2 separate regions of the Hordeum vulgare genome follow, and region 2 is linked to region 1. The links are chromatin contacts, called in public Hi-C maps. All regions are on one chromosome and are shown on one strand. The core of a region is the stretch at or near the end of the contact, and the rest is flanking DNA. Distances in the headings are between cores, read along the strand shown. Region 1 holds the start of LOC123448926 (serine/threonine protein kinase OSK4). Region 2 holds the start of LOC123448929 (beta-taxilin).

What was found. Hi-C and Micro-C count contacts between places; a contact is called where the count stands out from the background.
Region 2: a Hi-C map of seedling shows a contact between it and region 1, with 4 times the contacts expected there. The contact joins the promoter of LOC123448929 here to the promoter of LOC123448926 in region 1. A contact is called at or near these places in 3 of 6 Hi-C or Micro-C datasets (leaf and seedling) and 1 of 1 datasets of contacts at active chromatin or transcription factors (embryo).

The regions. Positions count from the first base shown.
Region 1 is chr4H:453,584,219-453,590,383 of MorexV3_pseudomolecules_assembly, forward strand. It overlaps LOC123448926 (serine/threonine protein kinase OSK4), which reads right to left and starts at 3,065. Exons shown (of 11, transcript XM_045125970.1): 1 at 2,869-3,065; 2 at 957-1,145; 3 at 489-673. The coding sequence starts at 1,140.
Region 2 is chr4H:454,326,595-454,332,759 of MorexV3_pseudomolecules_assembly, forward strand. LOC123448929 (beta-taxilin) reads right to left here and starts at 2,393. Exons shown (of 11, transcript XM_045125973.1): 1 at 1,998-2,393; 2 at 1,759-1,823; 3 at 1,535-1,649. The coding sequence starts at 2,298. LOC123448930 (RNA pseudouridine synthase 5) reads right to left here. Exons shown (of 14, transcript XM_045125974.1): 5 at 6,116-6,165; 6 at 5,630-5,807; 7 at 5,217-5,304; 8 at 5,047-5,128; 9 at 4,843-4,918; 10 at 4,032-4,099; 11 at 3,826-3,895; 12 at 3,560-3,644; 13 at 3,371-3,464; 14 at 2,612-3,151. The coding sequence ends at 3,074.

The DNA.
Region 1 (6,165 bases), core at 1,815-4,314:
ACCCTTCAAGTTACATATTCACCTTCAGAAGGATATACCATCTCTTTATGTTTTAAAGTACAATTTGATTTAAGTACCGAGACCAAGACAATGAAGGCATACAGAAGAAGATGCCATTTAAAAAAATAAATTAACTAGTGATACTAAGATAACCAAGGCATCAAAAGAAGAAGACACCAAAGTAATACTAACACAATCGACGCATCAAGAAGACGTTAACTTTTTGATCAGTTCAACCCAAACGACAAAGCAATCACCATGGAAAACTTGCAACTCAATGTAGTACAGGTCATGAGCTAAAAATTAGTCAATAAATGCAAACTGAGCAAATTGATCATGGTTTGTACAGTAAGCACATGAGGAATGTGGGCACTGGACAATTGGCCAGCATATCCATACATTTCACGATCAAAATAAGAAGCTCGGCAAAGTTCCTATTGTTATGCCCAAAAAATGTGTTCCTGCATGCCAAGAGCAGAAAAAGGCACCTGCTGGAAGATTCGACGAGCCTCATCTTCCTGTAACCGCCCTTTCTCAACAATGCAGTCGAATAGCTCCCCATACTTGCAATATTCCATCACAACAAATATATCTGTAGGTGTGTAAATGACCTCATAAAGCCGGATGATATGAGGGTGAATGAACAACCTCAATATCTTGATCTCTCTCTTTGCTGGAAACAAGATATGAGAAAACAATAGAAGTAAAGCGTTAGACATTCAGCCTATGAAGAAATTCAAGCTGCAAATTTTACTAACTCACAGCAACAACACAAGGTGAACTTTCTTCTTTACGGAAGCCGGATGTATCCTAGGCTAATGTACTTTATCTCGACTAATTGATTAACTGGGAATCAGGAACACACTCACAAGTCTGACCAGCACTGACAGCAGATAACTAGAAATCTTGAGCAAGCAAAGCCCAATTTATCCAGACTAATGTACAAGGAAGCATACCTTTCTCTTCCATGTTCATAGTTCTCATTTGACGACGGTTCAGAATCTTTATAGCAACTTTGTGCCCTGTATGCTTATGTTCTGCAATCCTCACTTTTCCAAATGTGCCTATACCTAATGTTCTGCCCAGATTGTAGTTCTTTAACGCTTCAGAATGCCCGCCTCCTCTAGTGTTCCCATCCATTTTCACTATGTCAAAAAACAAAGAGAAACAATATATGTGATTCAGCAAACAGTTTTATAGTTCAAACGATATATGCACATTAGGTTGAATCTGAAACATTTCTAATCGGATACCCTCTTCTTAGAGACCTTGAGCGTGACATGAGTAGGCTTGCCAAAAATATCACTATGGACATGAGTGGCGAGGGCAAGTGTGGTTTAAAGGTCAATGAAATGGGTGAAGTACCCTTCTCAAATAGGGACAGACACATATTCAGTCGCTGAAGTGTGGTTCAGTGAGATGATGAGCAACAAACAATGTCGCGTAGCGAGTATAGGGTCATAATTTTTTTCTCGAATACGCACAAGCATGCCGTTACATTTTGGATAACAATGCTTTGCACTCCACCTCTACCTCTACCCTGGCCTATAAAGTGGACTACTCACTCCGGACCCACCTTGTCAACGCGGCAATGCCCCAAATAAAGGGTTCAAATCTCCTATTAATAGGCCCGCCTGCCTCCATACTTGACCCTCAGTGATCATCCTACTTATGACACGACGTATCGATGGTGAGGATCATAATATATTACCATAAAAATGGCTGCATCTGCATGCGCCGTTTTGGATTGACTAGGGGCTTGTTTGGATTACCGTTTCCTTTTAAATACACTTGTAAAGAATAAACGTCTCGGCCCGCCGTTTCGGGGCAGAAATCCGGAAACGGCTCAGCGGACGGTAAGATACACGTGTAAGTTAAACACCTCAGTATTAAATTACATTGATTCCAAGCACGGCCTAGAGGCCTTTACTGATATGCATCAGGTCTGGCAAGCAAGTATGGTTTTGGGATAACAAAACAACCATCATGTTGGTACTTTGGATGCCCCTGGTGCGAAGAAAGAGATGACACATGGAATCCTAGTGGGTGAACATGCAAAGTTTTCTTAAAAAGGTTCACAACCACCATGACTAGGCTTGTATGGTAACATGGACCTGGAAGAGACATACAAAGGAATGCAGTCATCCAACAACTGAGCTGAAAAAAGAGCAGAGCTCAATAAATGGGAGGTTCTAGTGGGCAGAGTACAACATAAATCTGTAACGGTGCACATTAATACTCCAATAAAATTAAGCTAGCCATGAATCTACTACTAGTACTACTACAGTACTCACCAACTGCGCACACAATAATTACACGGAATCGTGTCGGTATCAGGATCAGAATCAGAATCAGAATCCGTGACTCTGCAGTAGGAGTATCTTTTTGCCCGAGCAGTGAATTTGGGGAAAGTGAGATCGGCCGATCGATCAAACAATAAATCAAGCAACCGATCGGTGAATAATCAAGGTTTAGCTCCCAGCAGGACGTGAATGTTGGTCCGGGGGGATCTGCGGTGAAGATCTTTGTTGGGAGGGAAGAAACGAAGAGGAAGGAGTAGGAGAAGACTGCTACCCGAAATCCCCACAAACAGCACACAAACTAAATTCCCCACTTCATCCGCGCAGCCAAAAACCCAAAACCGTGGATTCACCTCGCTTCCCCTCGCCGAACAGCCAGGCAGCAGCCCCGCAGAGTTAGACTGTTGGAGCACGCGCGAACCACACCCCAGCTCCCTACCACGCCGCCCGTCCCGCGAACTACTACTACCGAAGCAAGCAACGACGGCGCAGAAACAGCAGGCGCCAGCCGGGAATCGCAACGGAGAGAAAGCGTGAATCTACGAGATAAGCTGGGCGATTGCCTCACCTGGCCAAATCCCGCGGTCAACCGCTCGGACGGGGAGGAGGCGCGCGGCTCGGCAGCGGAGACGACGAGAGCGCCCAGCGGAGGAGGTTTTGGGGTCGGTTAGTACTTCTCCGGGGGTGGGAGGCTTTAGGAGAGAGCAGCTAAGCCTAAGCTTAGTTTAAGGCGAGCCGGGCCAGTGGGGGGCGGGCTAACCGGGGAAAGACGAGCATCAGCATGGCGCTTGCGTGTCGCCTCCCTCCCGTGCCGCTTCCTGTTTTCCTCCTCTGTCGTTTCTCCCCGTCAGTTTTTTTTTTTTCTCTTAGCTCTAGTCTGGTGCTTCGTCATCGCGCTCGCGGAAAGGAAATTGGCTCGTCACCCTCACCGTCTTCCGTCGCTTGTGTGAGAGGAGTATGGATTGATCGGTGACGAGGCGCTGATGCGGTGCGGCGTTGGAGCCGTGCAACGTTGTTGCGTGCGCGACGAGGACGTTAGATCGGGTGCGCACGTTAGGCTCTTTTCCTCCCCCCGAATTTGTTTGTTTTGATGATTTATACTATAACCTGTCACCATCCTGGTAGCACGTGTTTCCTGCTTACTTTCGGGTGGCGGTGGCACCGGCGAGCCATCGGTCTCTATCCTATGCTTGGCGACGGCGACACGGCCTAGGCCTCGCCGGCTTGAGCATGTTTGTTTTTCTTATTTGCTGCCGACCCAACCGATACGGCCCGACGTGGTGTTTTTCCGGCGGCCGAAACTTTCACCTGCCACGCGCTGGACGTGGGATCAATACTGATCCAACCGATTGTATCGCCTCTCATGCATATGCCCATTCCTTCTTATGAAAACGTTTGAACGCGGCCTATGTGTAGAAACTTCTGTCAATGTACCAATAAAACTTATCCAACTGACCGTATCGCCTCTTACGCGGGCCCATTCCTTCTCATGGAAACGTTCGGGCGAGGCACGCCAGTCGAAGCTTTCGCCGGTTGATGTGAGATCAAAGCTTATCCAACCCATTGCATTGCCTCTCGTGCCGGTCAACTCCCTTCTTATGGAAATGTTCGGACGCGGCGCGCCTGTCGAAACTTCCGCCGGTAGATGTGGGATCAAAGCTAATCCAACCGATCGTATCGACTCTCACACAAGCCAACTCCTTCTTATAGAGACGTTTGGACGTGGCACGCCGGTCGGCGTGGGATTAAAGCCGCAACTGATCGTATCGCCTCACACGCAAGCTCACTCCTTATGGAAACCTTCTGACCCGGAGCGTCGGCCGAAACTTCCGCCGACCGACGTGGGATCAAAGCTGATCCAACCGATCATATTGCCTCTCACGCAGGCTTACTCCTTCTTATGGAAACGTTCGAACGTGGCGCGCCGACCGAAACTTCCACCGATTGACGTGGGATCAAAGCTAATCTAACCGAGAGTATCGCCTCTCACGCATGCCCAATCCTTCTTATGGAAACCTTCGGACGCGGCGCGTCGGCCGAAATATCCGCCGGTCGAGGTGGGACCAAAGTTGGTCCAACGGATTGTATCGCCTCTCACGCAGGCCCACTCCTTCTTACGGAAACGATCGAACACGTCGCGTCAGCCGAAACTTCCGCCGGTCGACGTGGGATCAAAACTTATCCAATCGATCGTATAGCCTCACGCAGACACATTCCTTCTTATGGAAACGTTCAGACGCGACGCACCGGCCAAAACTTCCGTTGGTCGACTTCCGCCGGTAGATGTGGGATCAAAGCTAATCCAACCGATCGTATCGCCTCTCACACAAGCCAACTCCTTCTTATAGAGACGTTTGGACGTGGCGCGCCGGTCGACGTGGGATCAAAGCCGCAACTGATCGTATCGCCTCACACGCAAGCTCACTCTTTATGGAAACCTTCTGACCCGGAGCGTCGGCCGAAACTTCCGCCGACCGACGTGGGATCAAAGTTGATCCAACCGATCATATTGCCTCTCACGCGGGCCCACTCCTTCTTATGGAAACGTCCGAACGTGGCGCGCCGACCGAAACTTCCACCGGTTGACGTGGGAACAAAGCTAATCTAACCGAGAGTATCGCCTCTCACGCATGCCCAATCCTTCTTATGGAAACCTTCGGACGCGGTGCGTCGGCCGAAATATCCGCCGGTCGAGGTGGGACCAAAGTTGGTCCAACGGATTGTATCGCCTCTCACGCAAGCCCACTCCTTCTTATGGAAACGATCGAACACGTCGCGTCAGCCGAAACTTCCGCCGGTCGATGTGGGATCAAAACTTATCCAATCGATCGTATAGCCTCACGCAGACACATTCCTTCTTATGGAAACGTTCAGACGCGGCGCACCGGCCAAAACTTTCATCAGTCGATGTGGGATCACAACTGATCCAACCGATCGCATCGCCTCTCACGCATGCCCATTCCTTCTCATGGAAACGTTTGGACGCGGCGCGTCGGCTCAAACTTCCACTGGTCAACATGGGATCAAAACTGATCCTATCGATCGTATCGCCTCTCACGCAGGCCCACTCCTTATGGAAACGTTCAGGCACAGCATGCTGGCCGAAATTTCCACTGGTCAATCTGGGATCAAAATTGTTTCAACCGATCGATCGTGTCGGCTCTCACGCATGCCCAATCCTTCTTACGGAAACGTTCGGACCCGGCGCCACGGGCGAAACTTCCGGCGGTCGATATGGGATCCAAACTGATCCAAGCATCGTATTGCCTTTCACGCACGACATCTCCTTCTTATGGAAACGTTCGGACGCACGAGCCGGCCGAAACTTTCACCGGTCGACGTGGGATTAACGTCGATCCAACAGATCGTATCGCCTCTCACGCACGCTCACTTCTTCTTATGGGAACGTTGTGACGTGACGCATTGGTCAAAACTTTCGCCAGTCAATCTGGGATCAAAGCTGATCCAACCGATCATATTGCCTCTCACGCAGGCCCACTCCTTCTTATGGAAATGTCCGAACCCGGCGCACCAGCCGAAACTTCCATCGGTTGACTTGGGATCAAAGATGATACAACCTATTGTATCACCTCTCACGCAGGCCCACTCCTTTTTATGGAAACCTTCGAACACGACGCGCCTGCCGGAACTTCTGCGAGTTGACGTGGTGTAGGATCGAAAGTATGTCTAGAGAGGGGAGATTAAACTACTTGACAAGATAATTTTTTTCCTTTTCCCAATTTTAGTTGAGAGGCAGCCCTCGCAGTTATAGCAAGTCAAGTACACCCTACACATGCAGTTCTAAGAGTGTAGCAGCGGAAAGTAAAACATGCAAGTGTAAAGTAAAGGAGTAAGGTAGGGAGAT
Region 2 (6,165 bases), core at 1,143-3,642, 740 kb after region 1:
TCACCGCATCCACCAAGATGGTGGTTGGCGACAGAGCTACTGCCTTATTCTAGGAGGACCGTTCGCTTGATGGCTGGGCAATCTCGGAGATAGCTCCCAAGCTCCGTACCAAGAACGGACGGACTGTTCGGGATGCCTTGACCTATCGCCGTTGGATCACGAATACGAGACCATGGAGCGTCTTGTGCGTCATGGCTTACAGCACACACCGAGTTGTGTGCTATGCGACCAGTCGGATGAGACGATGGCACACATCCTCTCTGGCTACTCCTTCTCGCACACGGTCTTGCACGAGGTGCTCTCCTGGATCAGTCAACTGCTATTGGCCCAGCCGAGGGGGGTTACTTTGTGGATTGATGGCAAGAAACTTGCCTCTCGGTTCCTACGAACCTCGGCTCGGAAGGTCGCGTCCTCGGTCATCCAGCTGATGGCTTGGTGCATCTGGAAGCATCGTAAAGCAATCATCTTAAACGCTCGGCTCGACCACAACCATCTCATCGACACGATCAAGTCGGAGACTAGGCAGTGGGCTGTAGCGGGCACGTCTAGGCTTGCAGCTTTGCTCCCGGAGGGAGCCACGACTAGCGTCTAGGGGTGTTGTGTTGTGCGTTGGGTGTGGCCTTGATTGGGCTATTGTATGTCAGGTGTGTCCTTCTTGGGGCTTGTAATGACTTCTCTATCAATACAATGAAATGCAAAGCTTTTGTGTTTTCTCGGAAGGGGGGGGGGGGATACAGGATTAGAGAAACACCCAATAACTAAATGTCATGACATATTGAATCCTACATGAATTGAAAGGACATGAACAAGTACTAGAAACTATTTGGTTATCTGGTTGCTCCATAAAAAAACACATGAATTTTTTAAGGAATTAGATGCATTGCCATAGCCCACACTTGCCAGACCCAGAAAAATTTCCATAGCTCTAAGCCTTGGCTAGGAATTCTATGGAATTAGGGTGTATGGAAACCATAGTAATTTTGGTGTTCACAGTTTTTAGTTTTCTGCTCCCATGTGTCTCTATGGGAAAATTTTCTAGGGGTTGAAAATCCTTCCATCTAAAGGAGCTACAAAGCATGTTAACTGTGATTTTCATATTTTCAACAGAAATGTTGATGAATTTTAAATCCTTTAAATGAAATATGTCTAACTGAGCTGTCTCCGTTGGGGGGAGTTCATTGTTAACCCAAACTTCAAATAAATGTATACATTTAAATATGACAGAATAATCATCTAATACATCTTTCTTATACATAGAATGGACAATTGTCATGTTCTTGCTGCTAAATGTATCTGGTCTATCAGATGTTCCATGCTATAATTTCTGATGAAGACCAAAAGAATACATTTTAAGGTAGGAAGGATTTTACTGGTGTGCATACAATAGGAAAGAAAAACATAGTAATCAGCATTTAGTTACGTAGGTTTTGTTTTGTTTAATGAAAAGAATCCAGAACAAATTTTCAAATTATCATTCAACTGTTGGAGAAATATGCATTGGGTAATGTTTATGTTTTGGATAATAGAAACTTTCCTGCATCCCTCTCCGCCACCACTCCATGGTACCTCTGGGCAAGTTGCAACAGCTCCCTGTCCTTCTCTAGCTTACTGTTCCGCTTGACGACCTTACGCTTTGGCTCGCCAATCTCCTACAAAGTCATGGAAATCAATCCAGTTTAGCAAACACTCATCTTCCCACCAACACCATTTCCGCAGTGGCAGAGAAATCTAGGCCTCGTCCATTTCTGCATTGACAACCTTTTGATTGGGCAGCGATTCTGCTTGCTCTACCACAAAGCTCTCCTTCATTGCATCTTTGGCACCTGCGCCAAGAGCATCAAAACAAGGTGAGCAAACATATTCCAGACTTCAATGGATGGGCGAAGCCGCTTAAGTCGCCTCGTTCGCCCTGAACTGTAACTGAAGATTTGATGTCGAAATTAGACGACAACAGATCAGGAAGCAGTCAGCGCGTGAGAGGGGGGCAGAGAGATCACCTCCTATGTCTGCGGCGGGCCCCTGATGCTCGAGGGCACGCTCCGGCTCCGAAGCGGCGGCAGCCATAGAGAGGCTCCGCAGGGCGTCGGCGGCGTCGGCGGGGGTGGACGGGGCGGCTAGGGTTTCCTCGCCGCCGGCGCGGGCGGCTCCCTCGTGATCAGGGCCGAGGGCGGGATGCAGGGGATCGCCGGCGGCGGGGGCGGATGAGACTGCCTGGGCCTGGTCGGCGGAGGAGCTCTCGACGAAGCCATCGGGGAGCGCGTCGGCCTCGGGGAGACGCGTCGCCGGCGAGCCTTCCATTGGTGGAGAGAGAGAGGGAGAGAGTGAGAGGTGTCGCCGCGCAGTCCCCTTGTGCTGGTGTCCTGTGTTTCGTGTAACTCTGCTGCTGCGAACACGCGTTCGGCACAAGGACAGTCATAACTCCGTCACTCCGTGTACTCTACGTAAATCCGCCGTATAAGATTCATGTTCAGAGAACGGAGATGAATTCACCTCTGTTTGTTCTAGTTTCAGCAATCGAATCTGAATGATCTTCGATTCATAAATGGGGTTATTGGACTGTCAAATTCAAACTTGGTTCATGTGCAAAAAAAGAGAAAAACTTTGTCCCGAATACATAGTAATGTACTCCCTCTGTACCTAAATAATTAGTTCTTCCCAACTACACTTATTTAGGTATACAGAGGGAGTAGTTTCTATATTGCAGATGATGATCGATCTTAGCCAAAATGCACGTACATTTGCATAAGTGCAAAATTGGTTTCGGCCATATATACAACACGAACACACACACAGCAGTTAGCCCATCTTCAGATGCAGTGACCTGAAAAGTTTACTCTGTAGTACAGTGTCATCTTAAAACAAATGTTCCTCATAGTTTCCCCTCAGAAGCGTCCAGTCCAGTGACCATTTAACCTCAGCAATCCATTTTCTGTACCCTCCACGTTTCAAACCACACCAAACTTCAGATAGACACTCTGTTAAGATACACTGAACACCTCACATGCGGACGGGCTTGTAAAACATGGCCTGTGGACTCTTGAATGCACATATTTTCAAATGGAAAGTTATGAGCTCAAGTATCAAGTTGCTGATCGCAGCGCTCCTCTTGAGTCTGTAAGATACGCGGCAGATGGGCGGTTATCTTCAGCATCTGCAAAGCCAACCACAAAAATGTAAGGAGTAGCGTATACTTGAGACACGGCATCACAAGTTACTTTCACCTGGGTCTCTCTTTAGTCCAGGTACTAGGCCTCACAAAATTAGTTGTAATTCATTCCTCGTCCAATAATATGGTTCTTGAGGTCGATATGCTATTGCGCATGTTATGTGGAGAACACTACCCGATTCAGAAAGATTAATTGCTCATTACCTTATTCGTGGTTGGATGACAAAGGACCAGCCAATGAGCATGTAAGTGATACCCACAGTCTCCCGGAACAGGCTGTAAAGGCCTCTCGTAACCTCTAAAAATTGTTAGTAAGGTTAGCTAAACTAGGTAAAAGAAAAGATCGGGGGAGAGGACGTACTTCGCAGCAAAACTAAAAGATGAAAGAATTACCCGTCATATGCAAAAGAAATATCCGTACTAGTAGGTTCCAGGTCATGAAATTTAGGCTGCCCACCAATACCATAGAGAGGATCATCTGGAAAAAAAACATGCAGTGCCTGAACTTTGGAATCTATTTAATGGAAATAGGGTCTACCATGCCCTTTATTTAGAAAGAAAAATTACCGATGATATGCAAAAACACGGTTAGCTAAGCCTGGAAGAAAGAGCTCAAGTACAATTATGCCCATCACAATAACAGAAGTGTTTTGACTTACCAACAAGAGGGTGTCCAATGTATGCAAGGTGTATCCGTATTTGGTGAGGCCGTCCTGAATGAATTTCAACCTGCTCCAGTCAAGGAAAAGAAACAGTGTCACATATAAGAAACCATAATCGAACCCTTATACACATCAGCAATTCGAGGGAACAATGTGCATATGTAAATGAATATGTAAAGGCAAGACATAAAACCCCATCGTACCTGGACCAGCGTTTGGTTTTGGTGCGCAAGTCTCTCAAGAACACACACTTTGCTCATGGCTGGCTTCCCTGAGAATTAATAATGCAAGATAAAACCACGTAAGGCCATGTCCAAGGCAGTGCTAACAGCAGGCAGTAATCATGGTCATTTTGCCAGTTTCAGCCTTATTCCGGGTATCAGCATTGACATCGCTGCTGCAACTGGAGACGGACACTCCAAGCTATTCATGCAGGTGGAATTTCTCGCCAGGCAACAGCACTACGCTCTGATCTCCACTTGATTCGTTAGCTTGTTTTTTACGATCTAGACTGTATTCATCTAGCGGGATACAAGTACTATACTGGTACTCCTTGGCATATTAGTTTGTGCTACATGCCTACATGTCTGCCTTAATTAATACCATATCCTGCATGCAGCTTTAACTAGCAACATCTCTCTTTTCTTTTTGAGAGCCTTTAATTATCTAACAGAATTGTCTAAGAAGCTGAGAGCTCTGGAGATTCCGCTAAAACCGATAAAACAAATACAGCCGAGACTTGGCTGTTCTAGGTATATACAGACGCTTGCTAAATTTACATTGGAATTAATGGACGCTTCAATCAAAATTTAACTACCTAAGTGTCCGTAAAATAATTGCCTGGATTGGACATCGAGGCTCTTATGCTAGACGCTTTCTAACGTGCTGTCTCTAATCATTTTTATAAGCATCTCTGCACTGGAGATACATTAATAAATCAAGCAAGATATGTTCGATATAACTTATATTGTCGATTTTAGTAAGCCCATTCTTGGTTCGGTAAACTTGTAGTACCTGAGGAACATGCCACATAAAGTCCCTCTGCAACTCCAGGGTAATGAACCAATCCTATGGGTTGAGTAATCACATCCTGCAGGTGCAAAGAAAAAAAAATACCATAAATACTTGTTTACAAGAAGGGCCATTATACACATCTTCTAAGCAAGATATCAGTTAGGATAGTGTAATTCATAGGCGTGAGTGGGGAAAGGACAGCACCTCATCATGTTCAAGTATACCAGTTACTAATGCTCGATAGAATTTTGAAATTTTCCATTCCTTGCCAACCTCAGTTCCATCCCTAGAAATTAAATTAATCACTTAAACAATACTGGGTGGTGCTAACGGCACATATACTCTTTCCAAATTTAGAAGAGAAGATTGTACACCTTTTCTTCTCTGCATTTGCAGCACCTTCTGCAAAATAAGATGCAAGTTGAACTTTGGCAAGCTTTGTCTTGGCACAAAGCAGTAGACCTAACATGGAACATGCAGAGCATCAGCAATAGCAAAGACTTTACATATGGCAATGCAGAGGTAACAAACATTTTTCTGTGAGATACATTTTTTAACCAAAAAATTAGTAGGAAAATGAGGCTTCATTGCAGAAGAGCTCTTTGTTACATTATGGTAAAAAAAGGTCTGTCGCAAATTTTGGATTAATATCTTGTAACATATCAAAGTAATGCCAGGAACAGCAAATACGTATTTCTCCTAGATTCCTGGTTTCACAGGCAAAGAACAAAATTCATATCTGCTAGAACTCAACTGGTCAGATTGAACCAAATAAAACGCTACAAACCTGACGTTCCCCTTCCTAATCGATGAACAGGTACAGGATGTAACTGCACATTTTTTTTCTTCGAGCAGCTTGATGGGGGCATCTTCCACTCTTTCCACTGAAGCTGTGCCAGAACAGTGCGCTGCTGGAAGAGTCCTTTTGGCAGAACTTGCAAACCAGAAGGCTTATTAAGGGCGAGCTGAAAAAAATCTTCGTGAGCTGATGCATGGCTATGATTATATAGCTTTACATGTTACAACTAATTTTATGAGACATACATAGGAATGAAGGGAGATTCATACTTGCTGAAAATCAATACAATGTTTGCGACAACCATAGAAATAACAGACAAGCATGACAATGAGAAAAAAGAGCATGTGGCTCACACACAAAAAAAAGATGAAAATCAGATGGAACTTGAACCTTGTCGACCAGCTAAGCTAAACAACAGTTAGATAGAATGTGCTTTTATGCAATTTAGCAAGAATACCAAGTTGAAGTGCATACCATGTCGTCATCTTCATAAAGGACTTGAAGCAAATATGGTGCAAATGGCT